5 separate regions of the Mus musculus genome follow, and regions 1, 2, 3 and 4 are each linked to region 5. Evidence: chromatin contacts called from public Hi-C and HiChIP or PLAC-seq data. All regions are on one chromosome and are shown on one strand. The core of a region is the stretch at or near the end of the contact, and the rest is flanking DNA. Distances in the headings are between cores, read along the strand shown.

The links. A called contact is a pair of places that touch in the nucleus more often than the background predicts. HiChIP or PLAC-seq counts read pairs in DNA pulled down with a chosen protein or histone mark.
Region 1: a contact with region 5 is called in an H3K4me3 HiChIP or PLAC-seq map of bone marrow-derived macrophages, with 3 times the contacts expected there. The contact joins the enhancer-like site here to the promoter of Focad in region 5. A contact is called at or near these places in 3 of 39 promoter capture datasets (the 3T3-L1 cell line, 3T3-L1-derived adipocytes and the C10 cell line), 2 of 15 datasets of contacts at CTCF or cohesin (CD8 T cells and the NIH/3T3 cell line), 12 of 484 Hi-C or Micro-C datasets (CD4 T cells, CD8 T cells, double positive thymocytes and 4 more), 6 of 115 datasets of contacts at active chromatin or transcription factors (CD8 T cells, the SCID.adh cell line, bone marrow-derived macrophages and 3 more) and 2 of 9 other capture datasets (adipose tissue and bone marrow-derived macrophages).
Region 2: a Hi-C map of muscle stem cells shows a contact between it and region 5, with 2.0 times the contacts expected there. The contact joins the enhancer-like site here to the promoter of Focad in region 5. A contact is called at or near these places in 4 of 39 promoter capture datasets (the HPC-7 cell line, cranial neural crest, hematopoietic stem and progenitor cells and 1 more), 3 of 484 Hi-C or Micro-C datasets (adipose-derived mesenchymal stem cells, forebrain and muscle stem cells), 5 of 115 datasets of contacts at active chromatin or transcription factors (the 230-238 cell line, bone marrow-derived macrophages, embryonic forebrain and 2 more) and 1 of 9 other capture datasets (pancreatic islet).
Region 3: a Hi-C map of cerebellar granule neurons shows a contact between it and region 5, with 1.7 times the contacts expected there. The contact joins the enhancer-like site here to the promoter of Focad in region 5. A contact is called at or near these places in 4 of 39 promoter capture datasets (cranial neural crest, hematopoietic stem and progenitor cells, hippocampal neurons and 1 more), 2 of 15 datasets of contacts at CTCF or cohesin (CD8 T cells and the NIH/3T3 cell line), 6 of 484 Hi-C or Micro-C datasets (the C2C12 cell line, the C3H10T1/2 cell line, cerebellar granule neurons and 3 more), 6 of 115 datasets of contacts at active chromatin or transcription factors (the 230-238 cell line, CD8 T cells, the SCID.adh cell line and 3 more) and 2 of 9 other capture datasets (adipose tissue and liver).
Region 4: a contact with region 5 is called in an H3K4me3 HiChIP or PLAC-seq map of the SCID.adh cell line, with 12 read pairs. The contact joins the enhancer-like site here to the promoter of Focad in region 5. A contact is called at or near these places in 1 of 15 datasets of contacts at CTCF or cohesin (CD8 T cells), 1 of 484 Hi-C or Micro-C datasets (uterus) and 2 of 115 datasets of contacts at active chromatin or transcription factors (the SCID.adh cell line and memory CD8 T cells).

What each region holds. Positions count from the first base shown.
Region 1 is chr4:88,164,553-88,168,749 of GRCm38.p6, forward strand. All of the region lies in intron 5 of Focad (focadhesin), which reads left to right. Among named protein-coding and RNA genes, the nearest start is that of Mir491, 45 kb to the left of the region's middle. Within about 2 kb of position 2,634, at least 62 of the 459 cell types and tissues checked have an H3K27ac peak or open chromatin away from gene starts, as enhancers often do. A contact at or near this core is called in CD8 T cells, the SCID.adh cell line, bone marrow-derived macrophages and 3 more, where this site is marked.
Region 2 is chr4:88,211,708-88,215,474 of GRCm38.p6, forward strand. The region is part of intron 11 of Focad (focadhesin); the gene reads left to right. Among named protein-coding and RNA genes, the nearest start is that of Mir491, 92 kb to the left of the region's middle. Within about 2 kb of position 2,369, at least 45 of the 459 cell types and tissues checked have an H3K27ac peak or open chromatin away from gene starts, as enhancers often do. A contact at or near this core is called in adipose-derived mesenchymal stem cells, bone marrow-derived macrophages and muscle stem cells, where this site is marked.
Region 3 is chr4:88,194,307-88,197,937 of GRCm38.p6, forward strand. It overlaps Focad (focadhesin), which reads left to right. Exons shown (of 44, transcript NM_001081184.1): 11 at 2,453-2,710. Among named protein-coding and RNA genes, the nearest start is that of Mir491, 74 kb to the left of the region's middle. Within about 2 kb of position 1,990, at least 27 of the 459 cell types and tissues checked have an H3K27ac peak or open chromatin away from gene starts, as enhancers often do. A contact at or near this core is called in cerebellar granule neurons and forebrain, where this site is marked.
Region 4 is chr4:88,013,187-88,017,364 of GRCm38.p6, forward strand. All of the region lies in intron 2 of Mllt3 (myeloid/lymphoid or mixed-lineage leukemia; translocated to, 3), which reads right to left. Among named protein-coding and RNA genes, the nearest start is that of Mllt3, 18 kb to the right of the region's middle. Within about 2 kb of position 2,210, at least 40 of the 459 cell types and tissues checked have an H3K27ac peak or open chromatin away from gene starts, as enhancers often do. A contact at or near this core is called in CD8 T cells, the SCID.adh cell line and memory CD8 T cells, where this site is marked.
Region 5 is chr4:88,093,348-88,097,486 of GRCm38.p6, forward strand. Focad (focadhesin) reads left to right here and starts at 1,283. Exons shown (of 44, transcript NM_001081184.1): 1 at 1,283-1,328.

The DNA of each region.
Region 1 (4,197 bases), core at 1,384-3,883, 73 kb after region 5:
TGACCCGCTTGTCTGATTTGTATTGATTTTGCTCTTTAGAAATGATGTTATTCTCCTTTAAGGAGAAAGCAGATCTATAGGCTATCTCAGGAGCTAGATAATTCCGGTTTAATCATCCTTCTGGACACAGCACTTTCCTAGGAAGCAGACAATATAGAATGGTTTTTCTCTCTGAGATAAAAATAGGTGAGGCCTGCATTTCACAGACATTGCCCTTAGAGCCATTCAAGCTTACCATATAATTACAGATGGGGGCGCCATCTTTGTGGTTTGTTTCCTTTGCAGGGCTTGATTGTATCCTGTGCATCCTCTGCCTGGGATTTAATGTTCATGTGGGTTATGCATCAGCTATTAGCTATCTAGCCTGAGCTCATTTTAAAGATGAAGGAACATTGGTCAAGAGAGACTAATTCTCTTGCCAGAGAACTCGTGCTTTGCTGGAGAATGAGAATTTGGAGACAGATGTATTTTTCAGTTGCTAGAGTTCTTGCTTAGTATGTGTAGGCATTGGGTTTGATCTGTGTGAATGGGGTATTGTGGTGCACACCTATCATCCCAGCACTGGGGAGGCAGAGGCAGGCTATATAGTGACTTGGAAGCCAGTCTGGGCTACATGAGAATCGAATTTTTTTTTTTTTTTTTTTTTTTTTGTGTGTGTAGTTCTGTGTTCCTTGCTCCCACTGTCACATCCTTTCTCTCTAGTTTCAGTTTTATTTGATATAAGGACATGACTATTAAAAAAAAAGAGTCCAAGCATGCTGCATGGCTTGTATAAAATCTACTACAGTGATGACAGGGATGGTGGCATCCACACTTGGCTGTATTTTCAAGATGTCCTACTTTGTGGCTACCACCATTAGTTACAAATGACCTGGTTGGCTGGAGGGTCAGCCATACATTTTAAACAAAGATGGGGTAATTTAACTATTGTAGCTTGAGTAGCAGATTTGAGAATGATTGAATTAATGAGTGGATTTATTGAAGGAAAGCGGGTGTATTTTGGTCTAGAGTTCCAGTTCCAGCTCATCATGGTAGAGATCTCATGGAGCAGGAAGGGATCTGAAGGCAGCCATAATCAGGAAGTACACAAGTGTGCTTCTCGTTTGCCAGCCTGCTGTCTCCCTCCCTCCCCCTCCCTCCCTTCTCCCTCCCTCCCTCCCTCCCTCCCTCTCCCCTTCTCTGTCTCTCTCCTTCTCTCTCCCTCCCCCACTCTGGTACTTCCCAATTAAATTTTTGGAGTTTAAATTGTGTATCCTTTCAAATGCCTGGAACTTTCTCATTTGAATACATGTTAAAGAAAGAAGTTGAATGGCTAACAAACAACAAGTGAGAGGAAGAAAGAAAAAATTTGAATAATCCATAAATTTAATAATCAAATCTTGAATATATCAAGAGTGAACTATACTCAGCCTTATGACATTTTTCATGCTCTAATTATAATATTTTTGATAGGATAATAACTTCATTTTCTGTCATACTCAAATTAGCATCTGTATTCTCTAATGATGTTTATTTTAGAATAAGACTTATTTTGTAAAGGAATAATTTTACGTTTTTCCCCCACTTTAAGCCTTTTCAGTTTTCTTGTGCATCCAATGCTAATTTTTGTTAAGCGTATTTCCATAAGAAATGTAAGTTTTTGGTCATGATTGATGACTTTCAGTGCTGTTTAAGTTAAAGCCCGGTCGGCTTTGTGCTTCGCTTTGCACTTGCTGTGGACTTCAGGTAGTGATTCTGAACCAGAGGCAGTTTCACCCCAACGAGGACATTAGGCAGAGTCAGAGGACACGTTTGATTGTCAGTACTTGGAGGAAGTTTAAGAGCTCCTGGTGGAGGAGGCTAGGTTGCTGTTGATCAAGCTTTGCCCCTGCTGTGAAGACTGTCTATATAACACGCCAGTAGTGCTAAGAGGCAGTCAGTCTCATGCATGGAAGTGGTGCAGTTTGTTTAATTAAGATATATCCATTCTATTATGTGAGTGTAAGCCTTTGTGTATTATTTTTTACGTGTATTCACATATCAATTTGATGATTCACAAGGGAAAATTTAGCTTTTTGGTTTATTATGCTTAAAAACAAAACTTTGGCAACTATAATTGATTTTAGGTTATTTGTGTTGTTTGAAAAAGTATAATATTCGTAATCCAAACCTAATCAATAAGAGTCAATGTTTGCATTTTTTATGCCACTTCTTTCAAGGTTATCAGCCTCTTGTAATCAGTATCATACGTTACTTTTTACAGTATTGTCACTTAGAATGCATTCAATTTCCTGGAGAAATTAATTATCTAGAGGTCTAAATCAGTAATTAATTTGGACCTTTATTCTCGTATATTCTACTCAATCTAATCTTTAGGGATTAACTTTGAGATGCTAACTGGAATTGACTGAATCCAGTAGCTGGTGAAATAGACCCTTTCATTTCCTGCAACAAAGTGAATGGTTCCTTCTATTCTGAGTGTAACAAAGCTGTGTCAGATGAGAGCTGGTTGCATATGTGTGTAATTTCTACTACTTTAAGATGACTGTGTTTTATTTCTGTTGACCTGGTTTAATTTGAATGTGTTGTCAAGGGGAGATCTGTCATTGTTATCTTGTTGGGGTAGGAGAGACAGGAAGAGGAATGAAGATGAGAGGGTTAATAAGAGGCAGTGGGGTTTTGGGGGAAACAGGAAGAGGAGAGGCCAGGTTGGGCAAGGAGCTGGTTTCTCTTTCTTTTTCTTTTTTTAGAGTTTATTTTATGCGCAATGGTATTTTGCCTGTATGTTTGGCATGAGTGGGTGCCAGATGGCCTGGAACTGGAGTTGCGGACGTTGTGAGCTGCCATGGGTTGCTGGGAATTGAACCCAGGCCCACTTGAAGAGCAGCCGGTGCTCTGAACCACTTAGCCATCTCTGCAAGAGCCGACTTCTAAGAGAGGAATTGGAAATCATTTCAGAGCTTAGTGATTACATAAAAGCTTGGTTGTAAATTTTTCAGATTATCTTCTTAAGTAGTCATGAACGCCACCCTTAGCTGGAGGGTTAGTGACTGGTCCTGTACAAAACTCCTTACACCAGCATGCTTATCAGAAGAGCACATAGGGGCAGTAACTGCTGTTAGTGTTCAAGACCTTATCCTGCTGTGATGTGCTGAGTGGCATTTAGGACTTGGGAGTATTTGGACTTCGTATCTCTGACACCCAGGATGGAAGGTGATTCTGGATAGCTTTACTTGCCAAAGAGTTTGGGATTGATATACATGATTTTGATGTGAGTTTTGAGGCTTGGTGTAAAAGGTTGGGTGGAACTACCTCTTAGCAATGACCTTAATCTGGCAGTCAGAAATAGCCTGTGTGTTAATGAGCAAGCTGCTGGCCTATGAGATAAGATCTACTAAAATTTGTTCTTTGTAAAAGAGTATAAACAGAAATATTCCTACCCTTGACTTCCTTCTTCAGAGGTTTTTATTTTCATTTTTTCCCTTTGTAGCAGCTTTCAGAGTGTGGAACATATTAGAATCACCTAGAGAGTTTTGAAAAGTTGCTTATGCATGAACACTATTCCTAGCAACCCCAAGGTAACTGAGGCTTCGGCATTGGGTGAGAGCTACACTCTGACCTATATTTCATGCCAGGGCTTTAGTAGATCTGCATGGGCTACGGGGATCTGTGTTTCACACTTTCTAGGTAATGATGCTGATATGCTGGAAAACCCACCATGCTTTAAGAACCAAGAAGAGCCATGGTCCATGCTGGTAGAGTATATGCAGAGGCAGGAGGATTATGATTCTGAGTTCAGGCTGGGTTAGACCTTTACAAGGCTGCTGAGATGACGGCTGAGTGGGTAAAAGCTCTTGCAAGCCCGATGGCCTGAGTTCATTCCTAGAACCCACGTGAAAAGTCAGATGTGGGAGAGTGTATCGGAATTCACACTGCTATGTGGAGATGGGAATTGGAGACAGACTTGCCTGGAAGGTACTTCACTGCAGAGCCGGCAGGATACTCTGCAGCCAGCAGGACACTCTGCAGTCCGAGCAAGAGAGTAAGGCAAGAGCCGACTCTCAAAAGTTCTCTCGTGGCTTCCACACATGCTGTGTGGTACAATAAACAGACAGATAAGCAAACAAACAAACATTTAAAAGGAATCAGGAGGGTTGTTCCTAGGAAGTTGCTTGCATCCTGCAGGTGTGACTCAGTGGTAAAGAGCTCGTTTGCCCA
Region 2 (3,767 bases), core at 1,119-3,618, 120 kb after region 5:
GCTAAGAGCTAATGAATCCTTGTGTCTGCTCTTTGAAAATGCTCAAAAAAAAAAAAGCCAATGAAGACATTCCCAGACATTTAGCATTTATAAGTACTGAACCTTTCTTGCCATGTCATCTACTCATTAAAAATTAAATTGACCATTTATTGGGTACTGAATATTGCTTTATTTTTCAAGGTGGGTAAGGTTTGAGCCCTATATAAATATATTTTCACAAAGGAGCTCAATAAAAATGACTTTGCTTTGGTCTGCTACTTATATTGTTGTATCTGAAGAATTAAGTTGTAATATTTCATTTTCCTTTCCCCTTTTTAAAGTGCTAGAATGCTCCTCTTGGCTTAGATATTTTTGAAATCATACTATTGTCACACATTATTCAGCTCAATGCCATTGTCTCTGAAGACTCTAACAATCTAGAAACTAGCAAATATTTTTATGGTGGCTTATTTAGCCATTCTCCCTGTCTCTCTCCCCCCCCCCCCCCCGCCCCCCAAGAATTAAAGAAAACAAAGCAGGCCACACGTTAAGAGTGAGAGTCTGATGATAAATCCTGGATTAAGTACTGAATATAAGTTTCTGGAATCTGTAGCAACCTTTGATGACCTCTTGAGAGTGGTGTGAGGATAGACACAGGAATCACTGTGATGGGCCATGCAAGTGCTAAGTGCTCTTTTTGTTTGTTTGTTTTGTTTTGTTTTGTTTTTGCTTTTTTTTTGTTTGTTTGTTTTTTGTGATGAATTCTAGTTGATTTGCCATTCAACAAGAACTTTGTGTTATTGGAGTGGCTATCTTAGTCAGTTTTGGTATTTTTATAGGATATGAAGGCTTTGGCTTTTGATTTGGTTGCATGTAAAGATGATGTCCATGCCTTTATATAAACTGTAAAGTTAGTTTCTTAATTCTTATAATATCCAAAAATGTAGTAGAGATTCTACAGTAGTATAACAATGGTATAATGTTCTCTAAAATGAGAATTATAAAAGAACTTGCCTCATTAAATTTAGCATGTGAATTAAGTGACATAACTCATGGTCAGCAAAAGTGATATTGTTATTGTTCTTTTTATACATTGTACAGCTATTTGTTCTGTGTTATAGGTGCAGTGCCTGGCTCTAGTTAACAGAGATTTTTCCTTGTCTGTCTAGAGCGAGCATCATCCTTTATTCCCCAAGTCCTTCAAAAGGGAGATATTCACTGTTATGTACGTTCGTGTGTCTGCTTTTTTTTCATCAATTTATTTACTCACATACTTGTGTATGTGTGTTTGTATGTACGTATGTATGTGAAACATGAGTAGGAAGGTCAGACAGCTTGTGAAAGCTGGTCCGTCTATCATGAGGATCCCAGGAATTGAATTCAGCTCATCAGGCTTGGCAGAAGGCTCCTTTACCTACACCGAGCTTTGTTCAACTTTGTGTGCCTGTTTTAATGTACTTTTAGATTAAGCAAGGAGATGAAGAATGGTGTTTTTCAACAGTGGGACTGTGGAGTATGTAAAAGTGCTTGTCACAAAGCCCCGAGGACAGGAACTTATATCCCTAGCACACAGAAAACTCCAAATGTGGCAATGAGCACCTGTTACCAGTGTGCTAATGGGGACAGATGCAAGGACGATTTCTGGGCTTGCTGGACAGTTAGTCTGGACAACTTGGTGGTCCCCAGGTTCAGTCAGAAACCCTGTCTGAAGAATAAGATGAAGAGTGATCAAGGTATATCTCCAACACTGATTTCTGATTTACACCCATACATACATCTCACATCAAAATCTTTATGATTGCATATTTTAGAAGGTGGGAAAAGGATAAAATAGTATTTAATAGTATGTTTTATATAACCTAGTATATCTGAAATATTCAAAATTTAGTAAAAAATAAATTGCTTGCTGGGCGGTCTTGGCACGCGCCTTTAATCCCAGCACTTGGGAGGCAGAGGCAGGTGGATTTCTAAGTTCGAGGTTTGAGGCCTTCCTGGTCTACAAAGTGAGTTCCAGGACAGCCAGGGCTACACAGAGAAACCCTGTCTCGAAAAAACAAACAAACAAACAAACAAACAAACAAACAAGCCCAAATTGCTGAAATATTTTGTGGATTCATATCCATAAACCCTTCCAGATCTCTTTTATATTTTACTCTTACAAGACATCTCAATTAAGTTGACTATGTTTCTAGCTAGTGTTTACTCATGTTGTGTGTCAGACTTTTCTTGGAGAGATGTAACACATATATCTTACCCCAGAAAGGGAACCCATGACAGGCCGAAGTGCACCCAAATCCAAAGTGGTGAGTCAGTGAACTTCTACTGGGCTTAGTTACAGAAGTGCACGCGAGGGCTTACTTGGAAATCTGGGATGACTCAAAGGCAGCTGCATCTCTGAACAGCCCATTCTAACATTGGCAATGCCTCATAAAAGCTGCAACCTCAGAGATGTCATACAGCCTGTAGGCAGCTGACACAGTCATGTGATTACTGGGCAACTTAGATTCACCCTGTGACTCTCCCAGACAAGTGACATGTGTTTACTCTCAGTGTCTTATGAGCCATCTCCTCCTCCTCAGAGGAAGGTTTCCATTTGGAAGAAAGTGTCAGGCAACAAGTTACATATCATGATGACCACTGGGTCAAACAATATAGAGCCACTGAAAATCCCCAGCGTGTGCTCTTCTTCAACATAAATGTAGAATATGTGTTTAGAAATACTCTTCTAATATTGATTTCCCCTGTCTAGGAGTAGGCACTTAGTTTGTAGGAGACTAGAAACTTAATAATCAAGAACCAATGTCTGTGTGTGTTTTGAAAAAAAAGTATTTTCTTTTCTTTTGAGGGAGGATTCTCTTATGTAGTCCAGGGTATCCTGGAACTTGGAAACTGTAGTTGTCAGGGTTTTCTGAAGGGAATGAAAAAAATATAATGAATATTTATTATATAAAAGAAATAATTTAGGTTAGCTTTCACAGTAGGCGCATAAGCCAGGATGTTGCTTAATCACCGGAGAGGCAGAGAATCCTATATCTGCGCAGTTCACAAAACAGGGTACTTCAGCTGTCTCGGCTGACTCTGAAGGCCTGGGGCCTTACTGCATAGCTAGCATTTTCTGTTCAAGTTGGAAAGTCAAAGAAACCTGGTTCTGATATAACAAAAAATGGAAGGAGTGGGAGCAATGGGTTATATGTGTTCACCACCAGGAAGCAAGGGAAGCAGCCATGTTGGCTGCCCCTGGAAAGTGTCACCCTTGCTGGGGGAGGGTCTTCTGAGTTCATCATGCCAGGAGGTGCTGAACAGATTTGCTCGCACCTGTGACTCTTAGGTGATTGCTGATCTAAGTAAAGTGACGACCAAGGTGGAGTGAACATCAAGCTCTTCCTGGTGTATAGTGTTCCTCATATTGAACGGTGCTGGGATTATAGGCCTGTAGCACCATCACTAGCAGGATAATAATTGCCAAAGTATGGTGTTCAGAAAGTAACAGAGAACAGGTTGGAATTCTGGTAAGTGGTTTTTGTTTTGGGGGTTTTTCTTTGTTTTGTGTGTGTGTGTGTGTGTGTGTGTGTGTGTGTGTCTGTGTGTGTGTGTCTGTGTGTGTCTGTGTGTGGCAGATCTACATTTTCTAAGACTTTTTCCTTTTTAAATTCATCTTGAGTACATTTCATCTCCTAATTATGAGGACTTGATATATTATGGTTCATAGCAGATACAAGAAAAAGAACACAGCTCCTGTCTATGATACACATCATTTTCAGCTGTTGTGATCAAGAAGCTAGGTCCTA
Region 3 (3,631 bases), core at 740-3,239, 100 kb after region 5:
TTACCAGTCCCTTTTACTTTCTACTTCTTTATCTGAAAGGCAGAACATACTCACCCTGTCATCTGTTTTTCCTCTCCGGGTAGGGAAATCCTTGATGACACCCATCTCTTGACAGTATGCCAGTAGCAGCTGTCATTCAACAGGGCACGGGGATCTTACTGTGATATATTATTTAGCATTTTGCTTCCCTACTGCTGTTCTACCTGTCAGCAAGCCAGCAAACCAGAGCAAGAAGGAGGTAATGCCTCAAGTAGCACGGGGTTACCTTCCCTTCCTTGCTTACTTATGCCCGAGCATGTTCTTGCTTTGGACGCTGTTCATGGCTCATGTTCATTTCCAGTTATTAATCTTTTCTACTCTTAACCACTGGATTTTCTTTCCCCAAGACAGGGATAATGCTTTCCTATATTTGCAACTTTAGGCATCTCGCTGGCTTATTAGATATTAGATTGTTTCATATCTTCTTCCTATCTTGGAAAGAAGTTAGTCTTTATTTAAATTGGATAAATGAGTAAAGTGATGTTTAGAGTGGTTGCAATGATGTTTCATGGCTGACTTGGGTTTTCTGAAGACCAAGATTTTATGTCTCAAGTCCAGTGTTGGTTTTCATTAGTATAAAGATTGTGGCCATAGTCATTAATGAATTTTATCTTCTTGTCAACAGTTTTTTTTAATAAGATAAAGGAATATAAATTTGGATTATTATTTAAGCCTAAATTTTGTAAGATTTTTAAAATAGTAGCACATTCACATGGTTTAGAAAGTATAAAGTAGAATATGCTGAGCATCCTTTTTATTCATGTGAGTCCTAGTAGTGCTGTCCTTACTCTTGTAAAGAGGATGTTTTGCTTAATGGTTACCAGTTGTATTGTATTCTACAACAATACAATACAACATACTACCCTATAATGCAATATAACATATCCTTTTCTCCTCAGTCTCGTTTGGAAAAACAAATAGCATTCTATGTAAACTATTTATATCTCTTATATTTTCACTTGGTGAATCTGTTCATATTAGTTATTTGTATGGCTAGAACTTCCACATTTGTTTTTAGAGTACTATTAAATGTTTAAATCTGACAGCCACTCTTTATCATATGTTCAAAAGAATTGTGTGTTTATTTAAATTGTCTTACAAATGTTGGTAGAAATGCTGATAGCGTTGTTTATAATTGCCTCCCAGGATGGACATGGCTCAGTTACTCATTTATCATGAATGGATTGACAAGAGGAGCATCATATATAATGTACGATGCAGTGCTATTAGCAATAACATGTACAGACACAAGCTATGACATGAACAATCCTTGAAAACATGCTAAGTGATAGGAAGCCACAAAATGAGTGGTGTCTATTGTATAAAACCTGTCATAAAATATCCAAAATTATCATATAAAATAGAGTAGAAATACAATACCAGTGGGTAGTTTCCAGGCACAGGGAATAGAAGTAGGCAATTGGGGTTTTTCCCCTTGGAATAATGAAAATATCATAAAAGTAGACCCTGGTGATGGTTTCAGAATTTTATGAATTACTGACATCTACAAAATTGTAAACTTAAAAAAAAAGCAGGTATTATAACATTTGTCTTTCTCACCCTTTCAATGATTATTTTTATACTTAAACCATCGTGTGATAATAGGAAGGTAAGAGAGTTTAATTTCTGCCATCCTCTTCTGTGAAGTGTGAATGACTCTATTGGCAGACAGTGTCAAATGCTTCTGCAATGCCTGTGGCTTCCTGAGTTCTTTCCCCTCAAGTGTCACTGCACAGTTTTGTGCACTCCCTGAACCTGACTACACTGCCACACTTAAGCGAGGAACCTTTTCCCTGATTAGCTGAAATGCAGCACCATCTCTTGGTCTTGTTTGACTTAGAGCTGGGCTAGCTACATTTTGTTGCTGAAGTTATTCACAATTACTAATGAATTACCAGGCTCAAGCTGAAGCAACTCTGTTCCCATCCACACACTGTCTGTTACAAATGTGAATTGTCCTGTGTCCAAGTCTGCCATCTGCTTCGAGCTGCCACTTACAAGGGCCTGGAGCTGGGCAAATTAAATCCGGTGTCTATTTTTCTTCTCATTGTTGATCACTTTGAAGCTTTTTAAAGTGGGAATAGATTTTTTCCTAAACTCTGTTGCCTCTGGATCTTGTATATTGATCTAATTCCCCTCTGTCTTAATAGGAGGTAAATAGTAAATAGAGAAAAATTTGTGCGATAGTGTTCCTAGGTTCTATGGAACAACTGTTTTCCTCTTTGTCGGATCCTATTGCCTCACATTTGGGTGGAGAGCCATTTGGCAGGACCTCAAAGTATCAATTTTTTTGTTGTTGGCGGGGGGTGATTTTGATAATGCATTATAAAATGGGTGAATGTCAGGAATAGGAATTTTTTTCTGACACACACTCATCTCCTTTTTGAAATGCCTTCTTGTGTCTGTTTCTCAGATCTCCTGCAGGCTTGCTTTTCCTGTAAGCAGCATGTATGGCTCCATCTTCACAGCCTGGAGGATTCTTGACGTCATTGGAGAAGAGTCTGCCACTAGTGACTGGCTGGCTACAGTGGAGTCCTTGCTCTCTGCCACTACAGTGATCCCCCCACACGTTTTCTTACTGCTGGCTTACCTGCTTGTTGAAGATGTAGGGCAGAATCTTCAGCAGATACTGAGGGTCACCACACAGTTAGCTCAAGCAGATTCCTCTCAGGTAAAGACAGAGAATATGGAAAAGTAATGGGAGAAACACTCAGTATTTATTATTATGGATAATTTTTAGTTTATTTATGAAGTTTTAAATTATGGCTTTAAAAATGTCTCTCTACCCAGTGTGGTTTCTTTCTTCTTACTCTGAGTTGATGTTCCCGTAACAATGCAAATGTTTTCCTTTAATTAAAACTATAATTTTCGAGGAACCCTGAATTCAGTATATTTTTGTTCCACTTCGCAACGGGTTCCACGGTACATTTCTTTTTAGTTCTAATATTGATCTAATGTGACCCTGCTTAATCAATTCATGACAGATTCCTTACAGTTTGATCCTCAGTCATTTAATAAACAAAAACATTGTGTCCTTCCCTGTGTGGTCCTGATCTGCAGACAAGGCCGTGAGGATAAACAGTTGTCTTCCTGTCTGCATGGAGCTTGAGTGTAATAAGCAGTCAGACATAAATAAGACTTCCCTCCTTCCTCTAAAAATAGAAATAAGTTTAACACAGTCTTACTGGTTAGTCTCTAGAATGTTTTCCATGAAGGAAGGCTCTCCTAACCCGGCAGACATGGCATTATTTTATATTCCATTTAATGTGTCTGTGTTTAGGTTTTTTTCTTTCATACATTGTGAAGAAAAATTTCACCTCTCAATACAAACTCATGTGTTCCTAGTTAGAAACTTTTGTCGGTGTTGTTGGTGAGAAATGTTGATGGTGGGAGGTTCCGTGCTGGGAGTTTCTCATTCTCTCAGCTTACCATGTCCATTGTATTCATCAAGTAATACTTCTCTTCTAGTCCAGTTCTCTGATACGTTTTACAGACCGTCACTCTTAGCCAGTGTTTGGATCATTGCTTAGACCATGTAGGACACTCTTAGAGTAGTTGAAGCTCAGGCAGCATCTGGAGATCATGCAAAGAA
Region 4 (4,178 bases), core at 960-3,459, 79 kb before region 5:
TTTCAGAGAGATTTTCTGATTTACTAAAATAACGTATCCCAAGGGAACTTAGAGGGTCTTAAGCACATAAATAATCCCACAGCACAATATTTATGGGATGTAGCAAAATTCATTAAAGCTGCATGTTTTGGATAAGGTCAAATCTGGTCAGAATATCAATAGAGGAAGTTTTTGAGCAACTGAATGCTTTGCGTGTAAACTAACGGACGGCATTCTCTGGGGGCTTATAAAACATTACCACAGTGTAGGATGACATAAACACCTAAGGCATACAGTGACGAGGCTGCTGGCATCTTGGATGGGTGGCAAATATAAGGTGAGTATGAACTCCCCCATTGCCCGGATCCTTAAAATAAAAGTTCTGTTGGGCTGGCAGACAGTTCCAATTTTGGAGGCGCTTACAGCCTGATACGATAAAGTACGTTTGATTCTGGAATCCACATGGCAGAATGAGAGATCAGACTCCACCAGTTGTCCTCTGACCTCCACATTCATACCATGTGGTACATGCATGCCCACATACACAGAATAAATGTAAGGACATCACTAAACCCAACACCTGCAAATATATACACCTTCAACCTATACATATTTAATTCTATATATTGACACCAAAAAGATTGTTAAAATGCTTCTTTTAAAAAGAAAAAAAAAATCTTTCCACCAATGACACCAAGCCAATGGGCTTTTCCTTAGCCACAAACTTTTGGCTGCTCCATTATGATATGCCAGGATTTCAAATTAAGTAGCTGCCAAAGACGGCTGTGAATGGAAAATAGAGTTGGTACAGCCTTCCTGTACAGAGAAGCTCTTTAGACACAAGCATAAAAAAGGGTATCTATTACCCACGTTCTAACTCTGCCTTGCCAATTCTCAAGACTTCATTTAAAACATTACTGCAGAGCTGAGTTGGCCGTCTTCAGTAATCAGACCAAGGACCCACACATGCACGCACAGCCAAAGACATGTACTGCGTTACTTTACAAAATCCGGACAAGTCAGCACTTAGAATTCCACACAGCACTTCACATTGAAACCCAAAATCTTCCCACTCACAAGAGCCACCTGTTTACAGCACTGATCTCGAGAGCAGCTTTTATCTCTTACCCTGGCATCTAGAACTGGTATGAAATTTCTTTATAACAACGTGATTGTGTAGTCTCTCAAATTTAATTATGTTTTCCCCCTCTGGAGCTTTTTAACCAAGGCTAAATGCATTAACATACAACAAAATTCTCAATGTGTGGACAAAGATGCATAAAAAGTAACCTTTCATCCGAGCTATGTAACTGATTTTATTCTCTTTTGGCATGTTTGAAGTAACTCATCTACAGATTAGTTAGGCTTTTCCACACTTCTTTTTATCAGAACCCTACCATTCTTGATTTAGTTTTGAGAGAAAAGGGTTTGCAAAAACTGTAATAATCTCCCAGCTGGAGATGGCTGGAAAGTCTGCCAGTCCACATTGTCCCCTTAATTTGCAGGAAGGCTTTGCTGCTCTCATTTTATATGTGGAGCAGTTTGCACTGATAAGGTACTTATAGACTAGTTATCTTAGATTAATGAGAAGCTCAGTAAAATTTTATGTTAAATGGCTGTAAACTTTCTCTTTAAAACACCGCTCTGCATCTTCGGTTTTGATTCCATTAAAATCTTAACTCTCATAATCTGTCTTGATAGTTTTCATGCTAGTGGCAAAGGCAGTCTTAAAATGTTTAAGAAGTATTATTTTCAAATAGAGAAGGAATCCCAAATTTAAGGCTATGAATTCAGATGGACTGGCTGGAGCCTCGGGGCAAACACACGGGTTTAATCACACAGCTGTGGCTTCCAACTCTTGCCCTTCTCTGCCTTAGCAGTGAAGATGTCCCTGCCCCTCAAACCTACAACAATAATGCAAAAATATGATTCAGACAAGCGTGGTGCTTCTGGGACTTTGAACATTATGGCATTGATGTTAGTGGTACTTGGCAGTGTTCTAGTTACACACTTAACCCAAAAATGAGTTTAAAGTCAATGACTTGGTATTTCCTCTCCTTCTAAACTTCACACCAAAAAGCCTGCGTACCAAGAAGAATAAGTCAACTTCCACAATCCCTTTTGGTATCCGCATCCAGAAGCAAAAGTCAGACTCTGGAAAGTATGAGCTGCTGTTCCTAGATCTGCCCGAATGGAAGCAGAAAAGGCAGCGATGTGTCATACTCCAAGTGCTAAAATTACACATTCTCTGCTGTACTGAACACCAGTGAGGCAGAAGCTCATACCGTAAGCCCAGAGGTTATATCCCACACAGCAAGTTTATCTGCCGAGTAGAAATGACAGCATCGGAAACTGATAGGTGTTAATCTCTTCTTTGGTGAAGCCATGCGAAGCCTACAGCAGCTGCCTAACTGTGCTTTTACAGCCCAAGGAAGCCTTCCAAGGTAACACTGGCCTGGGAACTAGATCAGCAATTTTAGCTTCAGCCAAAGAAGGGGATAGATAGTGAAAACAACCTTATCCCCCAGTCACTAAGTTTTCTGACAAGCTAATTTTTACTAACTTTAATGTCTACCCTCCTGTGCATCGGTGAGACCCGTGTCTTTCTGTGTGTGTAGACAACATTAATAACTTCTAAATGCCGGCTACAAGAGATAAACTTCAGATAGCTATCGCTTCTTTAAAACCACTTATAAAAACTTCCAGGAAGAGTTTTAACTACTCACAGGCAGAACTGAGCTAAAAGGGAAAAAGGGAAACGTTTAGCCGCTGCTGCTGTAAAAGGTTTGACCACAAATCTCTGATTGTATCAGTTTAGAAACATGTAGACTTTGTACCATTTCTATATGATCTAATACACTGTGCCAGGATTCTGATGGAGAAACAAACTCCGTTCCTTGAGGCCTAGAATTTTCCATCTATATAAGTACTTACACCATTTAAAATAAATACAATACCCATCTTATTACCCACCCAGTCTTGCCAGGACATCTGAGATACCTGATCCCTCAAATCTTTTCTATCTAGTCTGCGAAAAACAAGTATTTCACCTAATCAGAAAGAATAGACATTTATTTAAACAGAAATCCAACACTCGCCATAAATCAAGTCTTTGAAGTATGTGAAGAAGGGAAGAAAAGCAATCAGTGACCTAACAAAGCTATGTTCTATGGCTCGCAATCACAGGCTCATCCAGGAAAAAGGAGTCAAAAAACTTAAAACAAAGTTACATGGAAATAGGCGTGACTTAACATTCCCACTTCCATATTTATATTTAGGCTATAAATTAGGTTAAGTACATAACTTCGTTCACGTTTTTGTGCCTATGGAGGGTCCTCTTTTCTAAAAGCCAACTTTAATCCAGTATTAATTTATAATAATTCTAGTAATGCTTACTTCATCAAAGGTTTGTGGCAGAGCACTAGCTACCTTTTAGACTGCTGTGCATTCCTGCTACACACCAAAGATAAGTGCTTACTGAGACAAATCAGATACAGTGTCTGCTGTGAAGACCCCACCACTGTACAATGCTACCACATGTACAAGAAATGTGACCCCCAATGAGTTTTCTATAGGACTATGAATTGCTTAAAAACTATGAATTAAAATATACGTATTAAGGGACAGTCCTCAATTCACATATTACGGCTTGTTTAAAAAAAAAAAAAAAAAGCAAATCCCAAATACTAGGTTAATATGCTCCCCTTTTGTAGACTTAAGCCATAAATTCTTCAAACACAATTAAACAAATTGGTTTTTCTCCTAATTACCGGCAGGAACTCAGCAGTGTAAAGCTATCTCTGTATTCTCTATAGCTTGGGAATTTAACTGGCCATGTTCAATATAATACACTCAGAGGATCTCAGAGCCCACTGCCTGTAAAATCTCCCATGGAGACTCAAGACCACCCATTGAAAACAGTACATTACTGCCCCAAGCAAGAAGCTAGTACACAGGACTGGTCACTCAAGTCTTTCAAATACTATTTTATTGAGGGATTGTGGGAGGTGGTGGAGAGGGAAGAGGGGGATTCATGAGTGGACGGGGGAGGAAAACTCAAGACATAGAAAAAACAGAAAATTCTAAAGCCTGGGTCTCTAGGGCATCCCCATTCCTCACTCTACCCCTACCTTTTAAAAGGCTACATAAACAAAGTAGTAAGTGCTCAGGTTCCGAGAGAATTATATTATCCTCCGTTT
Region 5 (4,139 bases), core at 33-2,532:
GGCAGATCTCTGATTTTGAGGCCAGTCTTGTCTACAAAAAGCATATTATAATGACCTTGCAAATTTAACTTACAAAACTGCTTGCTACAAAATGAGAGCCTGTCTCAAAAAACCAAATACAGGAATAGACAAAGGAAACAAATTTAAAATGTTCCTAAAATTTGTACTTGTGTAGTTGGAAAACTTATGGGAATATCATCAAACTAATAAAACCAAAAAGGTAATTATAAATCTCACAGAACTCCCATGTCCCCAAGGATATAAGCGATTGAATACAGGAACATGTTCAAAATTAATTTAGATAAATTCTTACAGAATGAATGCATTATAAGTTATTGGAAGATCTAGAGATGGTGTGTGGAATGTAATTATTGTTCTGAGGTGAAGTATAGGAAACCAAGAATTTCCTGTTAGCATATTATAATGACCTTGCAAATTTAACTTACAAAACTGCTTGCTAAATTCCTACCACAGAATTAGAATCTCTAGAGATGTACCCAGGCTTCTTTTAAAGCGTCCTAATGCTTCTAAAAGTGCATGGGGTTTCAGAAACAGTCAGGTAATAGATTTCTATTCCTTTTAACTTATTTATTTATTTATAAACGCAGTTGTTTTCGTTTCTGCTGCGTTGTGCCAGGTGTCACAGACTTCCCCTGTGGGACCATTCCTTCCTATTTCGCTAAAGAAAATGCTTGGCTATAATAAATGTTATATAACAATAATAGTCGTGGTAAAGTTCTTTGAGCCAGCTCTCTTTAGATCAAATTCCCCCGTAGCAGAAATTCCTGGGCCTTGACAACTATACAAGTAGAAGCAAGGGCACAGCAGGAAGAAATGAAGTCACTGAGCAGCAGCTCCAGGAAGCAAGCTGGCTCTGAACCCTAGCTATCATGAGTACTCCAACCCCGCTCCCCCTGCCCCTCCTCCCCACTCCAGTCACGAGGATTTACAAAATCTCCAAATATCAAGAAGCTGTCCTGCATCTCCTAAAGCTGCCAACAGGACTCCCTGGCTCTGTGCAGTGGCATCTCCAGACAGGATCCTTTGCTTTCACATCCCAGAGCCTGAAGATCAGCCTGCACCCCTGCGAAGTCTGGCTGTGGCTAGGGCTGGGACCCAGCTTCACTTCAACATCTAACTGCAGTGAGCCGCCAAGGCCTTGTCACGCATGCGCGCGAGGGGGCGGGCATCCCAGCAGAGGAGGCGGGACTGGTTCTTGAAGTAGGTTTCGTATTGGCTGTCTCCGACAGGACCCGCCTCCGAGCGGTGGAGGCGGTGCGTGGGACACGTCAGGCACGGGAGCAGGCTGTGCCTGTGGCAGAAGTGAGGTAAGCCATGCGGCGTGGCTGACCGTCCACCGGCGGCAGCCGGGTGGGCAGTTGCCGCATCGGGTCCGGCTGCAGCCGCGGTCACGGGGGCGAGGGCGACCGAAGCTGGACCACTTGGGCTGGGGTGCAGGCCCGCGGCGGAGCATGTGGCGGCAAGGCCGTGGCGTCGCGTGAGGCGGGCAGGGCATTTGACCTGCTGCCCCTATTGCTGGTCCAGCGAAGCGTCCGGCTCCCGGAGGATCTGGCCTCAAGCGGTTCCCTGGTGTAAGGCTCCAGGACCCGCTGGCAGTGGAGGGGCTTGGCAGCCGGAGAGGCTGGCACGATCTGTCTAGCTTACCTGCCTCAGGTTGCGGTTGTCACCCCTCCTTAACCCGGTCGCTGGTTCGGGGCAGCGCCAGAGATCCTGGTGTCCTCTTGTCTGGCCTGGGGTGACTGTCTGAGTTCCCCGGGACTCAGACGCAGTTTTTGTCCACTTTAATGCAAAGGCTCTTGGGTGAGCAGAGCCTGTTTTCTGACTCAGGTCTCTGGCTCTGAAGAGTTTTTCTGTGGGGCTTCAGCGGTTGCAGGCGCCTGCGGTTGTGTAGGACTTAATCCCAGTTTGTTTCAGCCATGGTGCCTTGACCCCTTGTTTGTAGTTTTGGATCCAGTGAAATCATACCGTCATTGACTCATTCATTGCAAACTTTTAAAATGAGTTCCTTGGTGGATAGATAGTACCTGCCTTTGCTTGCATTTAATATGCCAGTGCTAGTGTCTGAGTTGACAAGATTTGAGATGGATTTTTTTTTTTTTTGTGGTTCATTTTTAGGATCTAGATTTAGATGCAAAAGATGAAGCTCTCTTGGACCTTATTCCAAGGGTTTTTTTTTTTTTTTTTTTTTTTTTTTTGTTGCTTTGGTTTATTTATTTATTTATTTATTTAATTTTGTTTTTTGCTTTTCCCTCTCCTTCTAATAAACCCTAAAGCCCATTGGCCCTGAGGGGTGATCCTAGTGCTTCCTATGGAAAAGTAAAGGGATGTGATTACAAGTATTCTGTAATTTTGGAATGTTCAAATTTTACAAAATTTACAAATGTTCAAGATTTACTGAACGGTGTTAGCAGTTGGGAACCAACTAAGTAAAAAACACATGATGTCATTTATGATTGTGTATTTTATGCTCCAGTGACAAGTGTTTCTGTTCACAAACACTTGACTAGCAAGCGAGTGAGTGCATGGTTACAATTTTGATTGACATCCAGTTTCTGCAAAGAAAGTACCATGACTCATCTAAATTTTGAAGTGTAATAATCATGAAGTTTTTTGTTATATATAAAAATACTCCATAGAGATAACTGGACAAGAATGCAGTTTTCAAAGCTTTTGACTTGCTTTGGTGATAAGTGATAGCCAAAACAACTGAATTATTTACTTACCAAATTAATCTTATTAACAGTTCACATTTCTTTGTTTTCCATATCTTGCTTAGTTTTTTTTTTTTGTTTCTTTTTTAATTGAAATAATTTAAAATTGTATCATGTTACTATTTGGTGGGTTTTAATTGCTTGATGGCTCTAATTGAGGCCTAATAATCCAAAAGTAAATAAATTGTTACTTCAAGGTAACAAATACCTGTATAGATGTGATAGATTTTTCTTATGGTAATTGATTAATGGTATTTACACATAGTAGAGATCACCCTTTTCTAGTATAAAATGATTTCAAAGGTAATTATTCTGATATTCCGAGCCTCATGATATTTGACATTGTCCATAAACTGTTAGTTGAATTAATATTAATTAGAGATGTAAATCAATTATAATCACTATTAGTATAGAGCTCTTTCATATGATAAAATACAGCTTAGCCCTAGAAGTATAGTTTAAATCTGTGACTTATAAATAGCAATTAATTGAGAAGAATTTATGTGTACCATTTCCATCATGGTAAATAAGAATTGCTAAGCTAATTGGACAAGTGTTGTTTGTCAGCTTCCTCTATAAAAATTATTTCAACCTTTTTAAAAATGTAGATCCCATTCATTTCACACACTAGATTACAAAATTTGAAAGTGTGTAAAAAAGATTTTTAATCTGTTTCAAGTCACACAATGTTGAGAGTAATGCAATGACATTTGTAATTTTTTATCACTTTGCTAACATATTTTCATTCATTCAGCCAGAGTCAGAGTATGCATGTATTTGTTTTATTGCTTGTTTATCTGGATAGATGAGAATGACCTTGAACTAATGGTTTTCTTGCCTCAGTCTACCCAAGGCTGAAATTAGGGCAAGTGCCACCCTTTCTGGTTTATATCTTGCTGGGACTGAAATAAATACTTTGTGCACTTAAAATGCATTATTATTATTATTATTATTATTATTATTATTATTATTACTATCATGTGTATTTACATGAGCCCAGATGCCTGTGAAAGCCAGAGGCATCAGATTCCTTGGATCTTAGAGTTATAGGCAGTTGTGAGCTACCTGATGTGAGTGCTGGGAGCCAAACTTGAATTCACTAGAAAAGTATTACGTACCCTTAACTGCTGAGTTGTCTCTCTAGGCATCTGAGTATTCTGGTCATACAGACCCCTTAACTTATGAATAGGTTATAGCCAGAAAATCTTACTGTAAGTCAGTAATATTGTACATCAAAAATGCATTTAAGAAGAATGAGCATCATGTGTAATTGTGTGGCAGACAGGTGCTTTTTGTGAGTTTGACGTCATCCTGGTCTACAAAGTGAGCTCCAGGCCAGCTAGGCCTACATAATGAGAACCTGCCTGGTTCAGTAGGTAAAGTGCTTTCTATGATAGCTGGATTTCT